Linked DNA regions of Capsicum annuum: region 1 is linked to region 2. A link is a contact called in public Hi-C data. All regions are on one chromosome and are shown on one strand. Each heading gives the region's core, a stretch centred on a gene start, on an enhancer-like site or on the middle of the called end of the contact. The rest is flanking DNA. Distances are from core to core; before and after follow the strand shown. Region 1 holds the start of LOC107872824 (peptide-N4-(N-acetyl-beta-glucosaminyl)asparagine amidase A). Region 2 holds the start of LOC107872823.

Region 1 (5,366 bases), core at 2,829-5,328, 160 kb after region 2:
CTCGGAGAAACTTGACAGACATAGTTGTTCAAAACCTTCACGATGTAAAACAATGACCATAATTGAGTTTCCGTTATATACGCTGACAATATAAAGATCTTTACTCTGATAGCATGTATACCTGAGTTGCATTGTCCAAGTCCACTTCAGCAGGACCACAGTTGTGAGATGTTAAGTCGGGATTAAACAGATTGCAAAGGATCGGCAGCACAGGACCTGATTGATTGTAGTAAAAAGGAGCAAAGTTGGGAGAGAAATTCATGTTAGAGACGTTTGTAATAACCTGGTTGACAATATCAACCAGGTTATAACTCACTTCCTTGCTTTTGGTTAGTGTTTCTTGTGCGGATCTGGTTCCTCTTCATTTCTATTATCTTCATTTTTCCTAAGTTCGTACTTGGATGAGACACATGGCATAAGTTAAAATAGATGATTAAGATTTAATAACTAAATTAAGTTACTAACCATGATATGAACAATAAATATTATCTATTTGCTTCCAAAATTTTAGTAATTCAACAATTATTATAGTTACATAATTATTTTATCCACAAATATTTTTAAAAAAAAATTATCTCTATTTCTACGAATTTTTTTCTAGGTTGTATTCTATTTCCATACTCATTGTCTATCTTCCAACTTCCTTAAGTTAAATTTTTACTATGATTATTTTTATTCTATATTCCTCTACGTTGATCATTTTTATTATAATATCGATAATGATAAGAGTTAAAAAATTTGGAAAAGAGAGAAATAATAAAGTTTTTAAAATGATAAAGGTGTATCTATTAATTTTTTTTTATCATAGAGTAATTTTTTTTCTAGTTAAATCATGGTTAAGAAGAGAATTTTAAAAAAAATATATTTGTGGATAAAATAATTTTGTAGTTATAACTATGAAATTATTAAAAACTTTGAAAGCAAATATATAAAATATTTATTAGTTAAATCTTAATCATTCATTTTAAGTCATTTGATATGCCTCTCACCTATCCAAGTAGAAACTTGGAAAAAATGGAGAGGAGCTTAATCCTTCTTGTGTGTGGCATAGGCCACACATGGCAATATGTCATCTAAATCTGTACGAGCAGTGGGGATTTGGATCCATTTATCCATTTCGTGAGCATATTGAGTTGGATATCTTCAGGGGATACTTAGGCTTTGTGAGGATATCGGCTATTGAGTTGGATTCCCATATTGTTGGCGAGAAGCTTGCTGCTGCTCTTATCTCTGTACAATACATTCCCACTCACTCTCAGTTGCCGATATCCTCACAAAGCCTTTAGTTGGTGATTCCCACCCTTTTTGATGGCCAAGATGGGAGTTCACTCACCCTCCAGCTTGAGGGGTTGGTTAAGATTGCTGAGTTAGATCCAGACCCAAGTGCACCAGATATTGTCCCTTGTAATTGTTGCTCCCTCTGTCCCAAATTATGTGTTATCATTTTTTTTTTTAGTCCATCCCAAAATAAGTATCGCTTTTCTTTATTAGGCAACTTTTTAAAGATACAATTACCCTTTTATCTTTATTGGTCCCACTTAATTAAAAAAGAAAATATTAACACATTTTTTGATAAAAAATAATTTGATAAACTTTACCAAGTCTTTCCTTTTTTCTTAAACTCCGTGCCCGATTAAATGACGACACATAAAATAAGACAGAGAGAGTATTTAGTTTAGTTCATTCATTCTCTTTTCTGATGTGTATTTGGCCCAACTAAGGCCTATCTATATATAGGGTAGATATTTATTGTACAAACAAGAAAAAATAACAGTTGAATGATTTTTCTTCCATTTTCTCGAATGTTTTAGGGTATTCTTCACACAAATTGCCTCGAATGTTTTAGGATTTTCTTCACACAAATTGTCTCTTATCTCTTCGTCAATATTTCGTATCTCGTGTACGTGAGTTGTAGTGTTTAGGTTATGTTCATTTGCATTTCTTTTGGTTTCAATTGAGCAATAAACTTTTATACCTAATGCTTTAAGTATGAAGCAGGGTGTTCGACTGAAGAAAATGCAAACTTATTAAGGGAAAATTTGTTGAAACAAAATTATTATGTTGGATCGTGCTATGCACGAGCGAAACTCATCTAGTAAATGTCAAGTCTGCCCTAATTCGACGCAGTACACGCAGAGATAGAGGCATTTATTTATTAACAAGAAAGGATACTTGAAAAATGTTACATAGTAGAAAATGAAGCCAAGTTGAAGTAGTTTGCAGTGTCATTTATAAGCCTGCCATTGGCAGCTGTAATTTCCCGAGAATAGCTACTAGCTTCACCATTATATGAATAACTCTGTTCAGTGGTTGCTTCACCTTGAACAACAACATTATCTTGAACATTCATCCGCCCTTTGCATTTTTGCCCATTTTTCAAACTGCTTGAACAAGAACCAGAATCTCCTTCACTCCACTTCTTCTTCTCACACAATTCATTTTCTAATTCAGAAAGCATCGATATTGTACCATCATCCTCTTTTGATGATTTAGTGGTTATAGTTAGAGGATATTTCCTCTTCAGACTGGTATGAGAAATCTTGATGCCCCTTTCAGACTCTACACTAATTTCAATCTTTTCTTTCACTTTTTGCTTTACCTTCTTTTCATTACCCTTGTCGTGAAACTTTATCTTGTTCTTGAACTTGAGTTGTCGTGAAACTGTAGTTGTCAAATTGCCTGCTGATGACTTCACCCACCCACGATACTGGCTCTTCCTCTTCATCTCAACCTCGCATGATCCATCTAGCCCCTCAAAGTCTGAAGATCGCTCCATCTCCAAGTCTGGAGTTCCAGAATCAATAATTTTAGCTTGCACTTGACAATCACTACCTGTGTATTGTTTATCTACCCAAAGGTGCAAATTGGCATCCACAAGCCAGAAAGGGAGACAATCCACCACCTTAAACCACAGGAAATGGGATTCACCGTCAAGTAAAACCCCCAAAAATGGAGTTAATTCGATGTCGTAAGAAGGATGATCAAAGGCCCCAATGGAAACAACTGGATCCCAATACAGGGGATTAATTCCACCTGGGTAAATCACAGGGAATGGAACCACGGATCCTACCAAATTCTCGTCTATATTCAACAAAACTTCCCTGTACGCTCCGTGGCCCCTCTGGCTAGTCAAATTATTTGCCCTTATGTAAGAATCAGGGGGATTCGAGTACCAAAACTCATCATACCCATGAAATGATACACAAATTTCCATGACAGCCTTGTACGTGTTCTTCGGTATGATCACACTCTTCCCATGCAATTCTGAATCGCTTTGAATTCGGAACCAAAACCCTTCACCTCCATTACCCGAAATAGGCATTATCAAATCCGCTGCTGTTGCTTGTTTATCACCTCTTATCCGATTATCCACAAACACATCATCTACCAGTCTCAATTTCCGATTACTTCTACTTGACAACGGAACACCCATGTCATCAATATCATAGTATAAGAAAGTAACATTGACATGATAGACACCTGTATAAACATCGTCGACCAAATTTTCCAGCATAACAGAAAGAGAAATATTCTCCTTGACTAAGAGGGACGAGTACCTCGTAACGTCCTTAGTAACCGTCCAGAAAACGCCATTTACAGTAGGCTCGGGTGTACTGGTACGGAAGAGATCAACCCCATCCAGCCAAACTGCAGCTATACGATCATACTCATGTACTCCTTTGCAAGATGCATTGAATTGAAGAGCCACATGCTTCCAACAGCACTTCTCTGGAGGAGTGTAATCAACGGAGATAGGTGGAAGACCCATCGTATTTCCGAAGTCATGAGTGAGAATAGGAAGAGTGCAGGAAGGAGTGAGATTAGCGAAAGGCAACGGACGAGTGATTTCCAAGTATTTCTGTTGAACAACACCACGTTTCAGCAAGTGAGAATCGTGTTCAAGGGAAGAGGAAAGTCCAACATTAATAAACCTGCTGATGATGAAGATGATGATCATCATGAAGAAGAAGAGATTTACCATCATGAATAATTAATTCTGAATATTGATTGCTAATCACTTTATATATCAATAACCATATTTTATATAATAAAGAGATCAAGTTAGAAAAAACAAAGTCTGATACAATAAGATAATGACATCTAAGCTCTTGTTTTTGTTTTAAAATTGAGCCGTCAATTTCATAAAACAATCACACCTGGCAAGATATGACACTGACTCGGCAAAAAATAGAATCATTCAGTTATTTTGAAGAAAATTATATCGTACCTTTTTTTAGATTATTTTAATGTGAATAATCAATTTTCTTTTTTTAAATCATTTCAATTTTTCTTTGATGGTGATAGGCAGGACATGTGTTAAGACAGAATGCCAGATCACAGACAACGACATTTTCTTTAATTAAGTATTCAACTTGTTCATTTGTCTATTATTGTCAGATGACAAATATGTGATAATTAAGATTTTGTTTTAATTATGATAATTAAGTGATTTAAAATGGATCATTTACACTTTTGCTCCTATTTGTGCTCATCTTTAATTTCTATTTTTGGGATAATTAACTTTTTCATGAGACATAAATATATTTTTACATCATAATATTTCATTAATTATGTTTCGTACTTTTAAAAAACTTATGCTCTGATAAACGTAGAATTGATTTATAAGAGAAGAGTCAATTCCTCGTATTGTCATTCAACTTAGGAAAAAATCCTACTAAAGTCATTTATCTTTTTTCTTATTTCAATAATGTCATTCAACTTTATACATTTTCCTTACAAACTAACAATTGTTAAAATAGTCCTTATTCTTTGTAAGAAAAATGAGTAAAATAGTCCCTTAAGTTTAATCGAAAATTTAAATAGTCTTTATTCTTTATTTTAAAATATTAACAGGCCTCCAACTGTATTTCATATTTTTACTTCATTGCATACTCCCTCTATCCTTTTTTAGTTGGACATATTTCATTTCACACAGTAATTAAAAAATCATAAATTGAATGAAATTTTTTACTATTTGACCCTTTAACAATATTAATGATGTGGGCATAGAAATGAATATTGAAATTGAAATTGTTCACATTTTAATGTATACAATAAATTGTAAGAATACCATGGAAAAAAATTAATTAATTCTATTTCGATTTAGTAAGTGACCAACTAATATGAGTCATTTATTTTTAATAAGACAACCAACTAAAATAGAATGGAAGGAGTAATGAAATCTAAAAAGACATATCATAATATTAAAAAGAAAAAAAAAATAAGAGATGTATTTAGTTTTTAAAGTCAAATTGAAGAGTTAATATAGTTTCTTCTCAAATAATATCACAACATTGACAATAATATTAAAAAATTTTAACAATTTTAAATTACACAATTGTTATATAAATTTTTCTAATTTTATT
Region 2 (6,164 bases), core at 3,505-6,004:
CGCCCCTTCAACTTTGTGATATCACACACATGTTAGAACTTGTCACTAACATGCCATTCACATATAAGAGTAAAATAATGTACGAATTTATATTTATAAATTTCTAGAAGTAACAACGAGGATTACCATTACGAGTAAAGCGAATAGTCATCATAAACCTGTCAAACTTCCAAGTACCACTGTCTCGATCGTGTCTCAAATCATAAAGACTCTTTTTCAGTCTGCGCACCTGGTTTTTCTTATTACATCAATCTACGTTCAGGTTGCTATATATAAAAAGTCTTCATCTAAATTCCATGGGAAAAGATTGTCCTTATATCTAGATGCTCAAAATGTACATCCTATGTCGCAACAATACTTAATACAACTCAAATAGGGAAGAAAATCTCAAATGATACCTGCCTTCTGTTGGAAACCTTTTGCCACAAATGTTGCCTTGTATCTCGCTGAACTACCATGCTCCTGTTTAACCCTGTACAATCATTTATTCAGAATTGCCTTCTTCCCTTCTGGTAGTTCGACAAGTCCTAAGTTTAATTTATGTGGAGTGAGTTCACTTCTTCATCCATGGCCAGAATTCACTAAAACTAGCTATCAACCTTCATTGCCATCTGCTGGTAATAATCAAGAGAAAGAGAATATTGTTAGTTAGGAAATCTCTGTCTTACATACCTTCACAGCGAGACTGGTGCCTTTATGGTTTCTTGTTCGTCCTCATCTTACGCATCACCCTGTTCAATATTATTTTCATCATCTTCAGGTTCAACAAACACTGATTTTATCTGTTTCTGTTTTTCGTTGAACTTGTCCTTAGGTAGAATATTTTCACTGAACGCCACATTCTTGCTCCTGATTACCTTCTGACTCTCATGATTTCAGACTCTATACCAAAGTTATCACCAGCACAGCCTAAGAAAGTGCAAACGCCACATCTCTTAAAGTCCGTTATAGCCAGCTCTCACACCTTCTTACTGGTACATTTGCATCCTTCCTCTTAACATGTCCGAACCATCTCAATCCTACTTTCCTAATCTTATCCACCATCTTATCCACCACAGAGATCACTAGTTCCCATATTGTAGTGTATCACTTCCTAATCATCTCTCTCTAGTATCCCCGTACATACATTTGAGTATCCTCATCTTCACTGCTTTCATTTTCTAAAAGTGTGTGTTGTTGATTGGCCAGTACTCCACCTCACACAACAAAGCAGGTCTAATCACCAGTCTATAGCGCTTACCTTTAAGCCTTGGTGACACATTCTTATCACATAGTATGTCATATGCAAGCCTCCATTTCATCCACTAGCTCCAATATGATGTGTTATATCATTGTCAATATTTCTGTTTTTGGATTGTACACCTAAGATACTTGAGATTTCCTCTCTTGGGATGACTTGTGTATCGATCTTTACTTCCACTTCAGCTTCATGTGTTATATTACTAAACTTAACTTACACTCAGATAATTTGTTAGTCCTACTTAATCTGAAACCTTTATATTCTAGGATTTGTCTCCAAACTTTTAAGTATCGCTAACTCCATTGTGCAACTCGTTGATCAATAATGTCATTAGTGAAAAACATACATCACAATACCTCTCCTTGAACAGGTCATACTAGTTCGTACATCACTAGGGCGAATAAAAATAGAATAAGGTTGATCTTTAGTGCAATCCCATCATAACTGATAAGTGTTCAAGTCACCTCCCATAAATTTTATTCGGGTTTTGACTTTATTACACGTCCTTAATTGCCTTAATGTAGCTACAGAAACACCGCTCAAAAAATTCCTAAAGACTATTGTGTGCCTTTTCTAGATTAACAATCTCCTTACAAGATAAATAACCTCTATAGTTACTAAAGGATCTTTAGGTATTAGTTCAAATCTATCTTATAAAAGAATTATCACAAATATAGTTCAACCATGAACACTAATTATATTACTTTAGAGATAAACAATTGTAGAGTTCTTGTAAGAAATTTTAGTGGAAAAGTAACATTATTTGTTACTCCCTCCATTTCAGAATAAGTAAATTGTTGGGGTATTTATTGGTGTTTCATTAAATTTTTTTTCAAATTTATCCTTATAATTTAACAACCAATTAATTTTTGAAAAAGTATTACAAGATCAGTTTTTTCTTTTTTTGGGAATAAAAATGAAAAGTTGTGTTAAATTTATATCTTTAATGTTTTTTCCTTAATCTGTGTGCCAAAATTCAATAATTTATTTATTATTAAACGGATGGAGTATTAACAAACGGAGTCCCATTCCAATAATGTTGCGTTTAGGTTGTTGATAATCAATTTTCTTCATCCGTCAATTCCATGTTGGTTGTTATTCAGGATAAAGTTGAAGTGTGAAAGAATAGCCCAGGATTTAGTTGTATTCACGTAACTCCCTAGTCCCTATGACTTTTTTATCACAAGTTTTTTGGTATACATATTTTTCAAGGTTGGATTTTACCGTGAATATTATTGAATAGGATTGTGAACTAAGATGAACAAAAAGGAACCGGATCATGAAGTAGGAACTACTCACGACCTCCCTTTTTGGACTCATTCCTCATTTTCTTATCTTTCCCTCAATAATATGCCAACTAAGTTCCAGCCATTTCAGTCATCATAAAGTGACTTCTAAAATATGTCCAAATTAGCTGTTCACAATGTTCAGGAAAGTTCATGCTTCGGACCACCATGGGCATCCTAACTGGGCCATACCCACCGTTATCCAGCCTGTCTCCCATTTAGTTTCCAAATTATTATTTCCCCCTTTTAGCCTTTACTATTACTATTTTGATTATGCATAATACATAATCAACCCTCTTATTTTAATTTTCGCTGAAATCTTTACCCTTCAGCTTCAAATGTACATAAGTAAACAAACTTGTGTAAAATTAAACAAATAGATAAAGCATCCCACATGATATTTCGCGTGAAAACTCAAGCTATATTTCACACAAATTTGCATGAAAATTCAAGCTGGTATTCACACGAATTGACACGTATGTCTATTTGTTCAAGTTTATATTTGCATGAAAATTCAAGCTGGTATTCACACGAATTGACACGTATGTCTATTTGTTCAAGTTTATACTAAGTTTGAATACACTTGTATAGGCTCAAAGTTGAAGGAAATAAGTAATGAGGTTTAAATGACAAGTTTACTTATTATGCTTTTCATTATTGTATGTATCACAAGATTCCTCTTATGTTCATGTCATGATCCTTTACTTCGTCCACTAAGTTCAAATGTCTCATTTGAATTTCACATTCATTTTCAATCTCCCTCCATGATTCCAAGACAAGGTAAAAATTACGAAGATCTGGTGTTATATACGTACACGGCATCCACTCTTTTTTTTCAACGCATCCACTCTCCATTACTCCGAGAATTTGTATTACATTACGCCAACCTGAAAACAAGGAAAATTAAAAAACATCAATAAATCCAACTAGCAAATACATAATAAATACGTAAATAAATAATAAATAATAAATAAATGAAAATACCTCGAACGATGACGTAAAGATGCCAAAACATGACGAACGCATATACGGCGGACGAACGGAAAACGCCATTGCATAATGGAACGGTGAACACGACGGAAAACACAAAGGCTGCGAATGAACAGAAAGCGAAACAAGTCACGCCACTCCATCAAATACCAAAAAGTTAACACAAATTTCTCAACCATATCCAAGTCTTTATCATATGTTCATTAAATTTTAATCAAAGTTCCAATTTCATGATTAATTGTTTTAATCAAAGTTTAATCTCTGCTTAAATGGATTTTAATAGTCCAAATTTGTCCTTGAATTGCAATCAGTTACTGCAACAAAACCATATATGTACAAGGGGAGAATTCTACTACTTCCATACTGCATCAAAATTGTCAATAGCTTTCATTTCGCCGGAGTAGTAAGAACCGCAGCCAGGATCACACGCCACCGCCGGAAAACTCTCAAGAGATGAGCTTCAGATAATATATGAAAATCACCAACCTGTAAAAACGTAAAACGGAAAAGTATTTTCACAGGTCATCGGCTTTGGACATTCTGGAAAGCCGGCTAGGACGCGGTTGAAAGTCACATCGACGTCTCTGAGAATGCGAAGATGGCCTAATTAGAGCAGCCAAAGCTCGTTTCACTAAATCACCTTCAACAGAACAAATCCGCACCAGCGAATTCGTCATCGCCGATCTCCGAGCATTCAGTCGGCTAGGAGAATACGAAATCGAAGGAGAAGGATTATTCTTCATATTCTTATGCATACTACACCTGAACGAACCAGGATGCGTCGTAGGAGAACACAAACACGTCCTCTTCAGATTGATCTGCTTTCTAACCACCTGATCACGTTGATTCACCGCCATAGACCTCCTCGGAGATATAGATCTATCAATCGCAAACCTAACACTCGGCGTAGAATTCACCGGCGCAAGCGCGTGAATCTTCACGCGCGTCGGAGACGCCGATCGGTTGAAACAACCGGTCAAGCTAGAATTGCTATACGAAGCGAACGGCATCGCATCAGTTGCATTGGTTGAACCAGTGTTGCTGAACCGGCCGGTCGGTGAAAGTGACCGTTCAAACGCCGATCTAAGTAACACCGGAGCACTCGGCCTTCTAGAGGAATTCGCCATTTTTAACTAACTTTGAGAGAGATCTATATAAAACAATTTATGTTTCTATAGATCTCTTCTTCTTCCTAAAAGTGCCCTAAGGCTTTTCAGTTTGGCAAACCTAGCGAGTCTCGAAGGGTAAATTTATAACAGGGAGAAGATGATGGTAGGATTGTAAATAAGAGGAATATTTGAGGTGTGATTAGGAAAGTAAATTGTGAGTGTGGTTAAAAGTAACCATGGTTGGTAGTTAACCCAAGAGTGGAAGTTGAATATGAGCTTTTCAATGGATAGTGACCGGTATGAGAAACGACAATAATTGGAGCCGTTTTAACTGACTGCTTTCGTAGAGGATAATGTAGATAAGGGGGGTCACGATGGTAGGGTATTTGAAATATTGATAATATTTTTGATATATATTTTAAAATATATATTATTATCATATTAAATTAAGTTGATATAATTTATAATTTTTAAATTCAATGTATTAAATTAATAAATATAATTTATTTAACTTCAACTAGTAAATAATATATGCTTCTATATAGAAAATTATAACTTTAAATTTTCAAAAACATCTCAATTCCTTATTTAGTTGTTGTTTTTGAGATAAGTTAACATAAGAATCAATAATTACGTCAATATAATTTATTTCAACCAAATAGTGAAATAATAATGTCATATAAGTTATTTTGGGATAAATATAAACGACAAAAACACTCTTGAGGTTACTCTAATCCTTTTTCAAGTAAATAAATATGGAAGATTTTCTGTAAATAAGTACTTTCTCCGTTTGTATTTATTTAAGCATTTTTCTTTCTTGAAATTTCAATAATATTTTTTTAATTTATAAAATTAATAAATAATTTATTTATTTTTATTTATTTTACTCTTAGCATTAAATACAGTAGCGGAATCAACTTTGTTCTAGGGGTTCATCCAAATCTCCTTCGACGAAAAGTTATATCATTTTTACATGATTAAAAATATTTTTTATGCATATATAGTAGATGTTGAAAAGTTAGTTCGTATATATACTTCTGAACTTCCTCAATGAAAATTCTAACTCTACCACTAATTAAATACGATTCATTATGTAATGCATTTTTCATAGCATTAAATTTATTATATTTGAAAGATAATATGGTAAAATTACATCTATTATTTTCTGCTTCTTAATTCTTGTGTCAATAGAAAAATGAACAAATAAAAATAGATGGAGGGAGTAATTTTTTCTTTAAAAAAAAAAAGATATGTTATGCATATTATTTTATACAACAAACTAAATAACTAATAAACCTGAGCCAAGGCCTATCAGAAAAAGTCTCTCTACTTCATCTGAGAAGTGATATTAACTGGATATATTTTATCCTCCCAGATTCCACTTTATAAAAATACAGTGAATATGTTATCTATCTATCTATCTATCTATCTATCTCTCTCTCTATATATATATATAAATAAAACTAAAGCAAGACAAGACGTCAAATTTCAGCACAAGAATAAGTCAAGTGGTAATTTTAAGATAAAGTTAAAAAATAT

Evidence for each region. Hi-C and Micro-C count contacts between places; a contact is called where the count stands out from the background.
Region 1: a contact with region 2 is called in a Hi-C map of leaf, with 2.3 times the contacts expected there. The contact joins the promoter of LOC107872824 here to the promoter of LOC107872823 in region 2. A contact is called at or near these places in 2 of 5 Hi-C or Micro-C datasets (leaf and placenta).

The regions. Positions count from the first base shown.
Region 1 is chr6:189,291,943-189,297,308 of UCD10Xv1.1, forward strand. It overlaps LOC107872824 (peptide-N4-(N-acetyl-beta-glucosaminyl)asparagine amidase A), which reads right to left and starts at 4,079. Exons shown (of 1, transcript XM_016719443.2): 1 at 2,097-4,079. The coding sequence starts at 3,985. The coding sequence ends at 2,183.
Region 2 is chr6:189,131,386-189,137,549 of UCD10Xv1.1, forward strand. It overlaps LOC107872823, which reads right to left and starts at 4,755. Exons shown (of 5, transcript XR_007056553.1): 1 at 4,003-4,755; 2 at 3,511-3,618; 3 at 3,342-3,413; 4 at 403-614.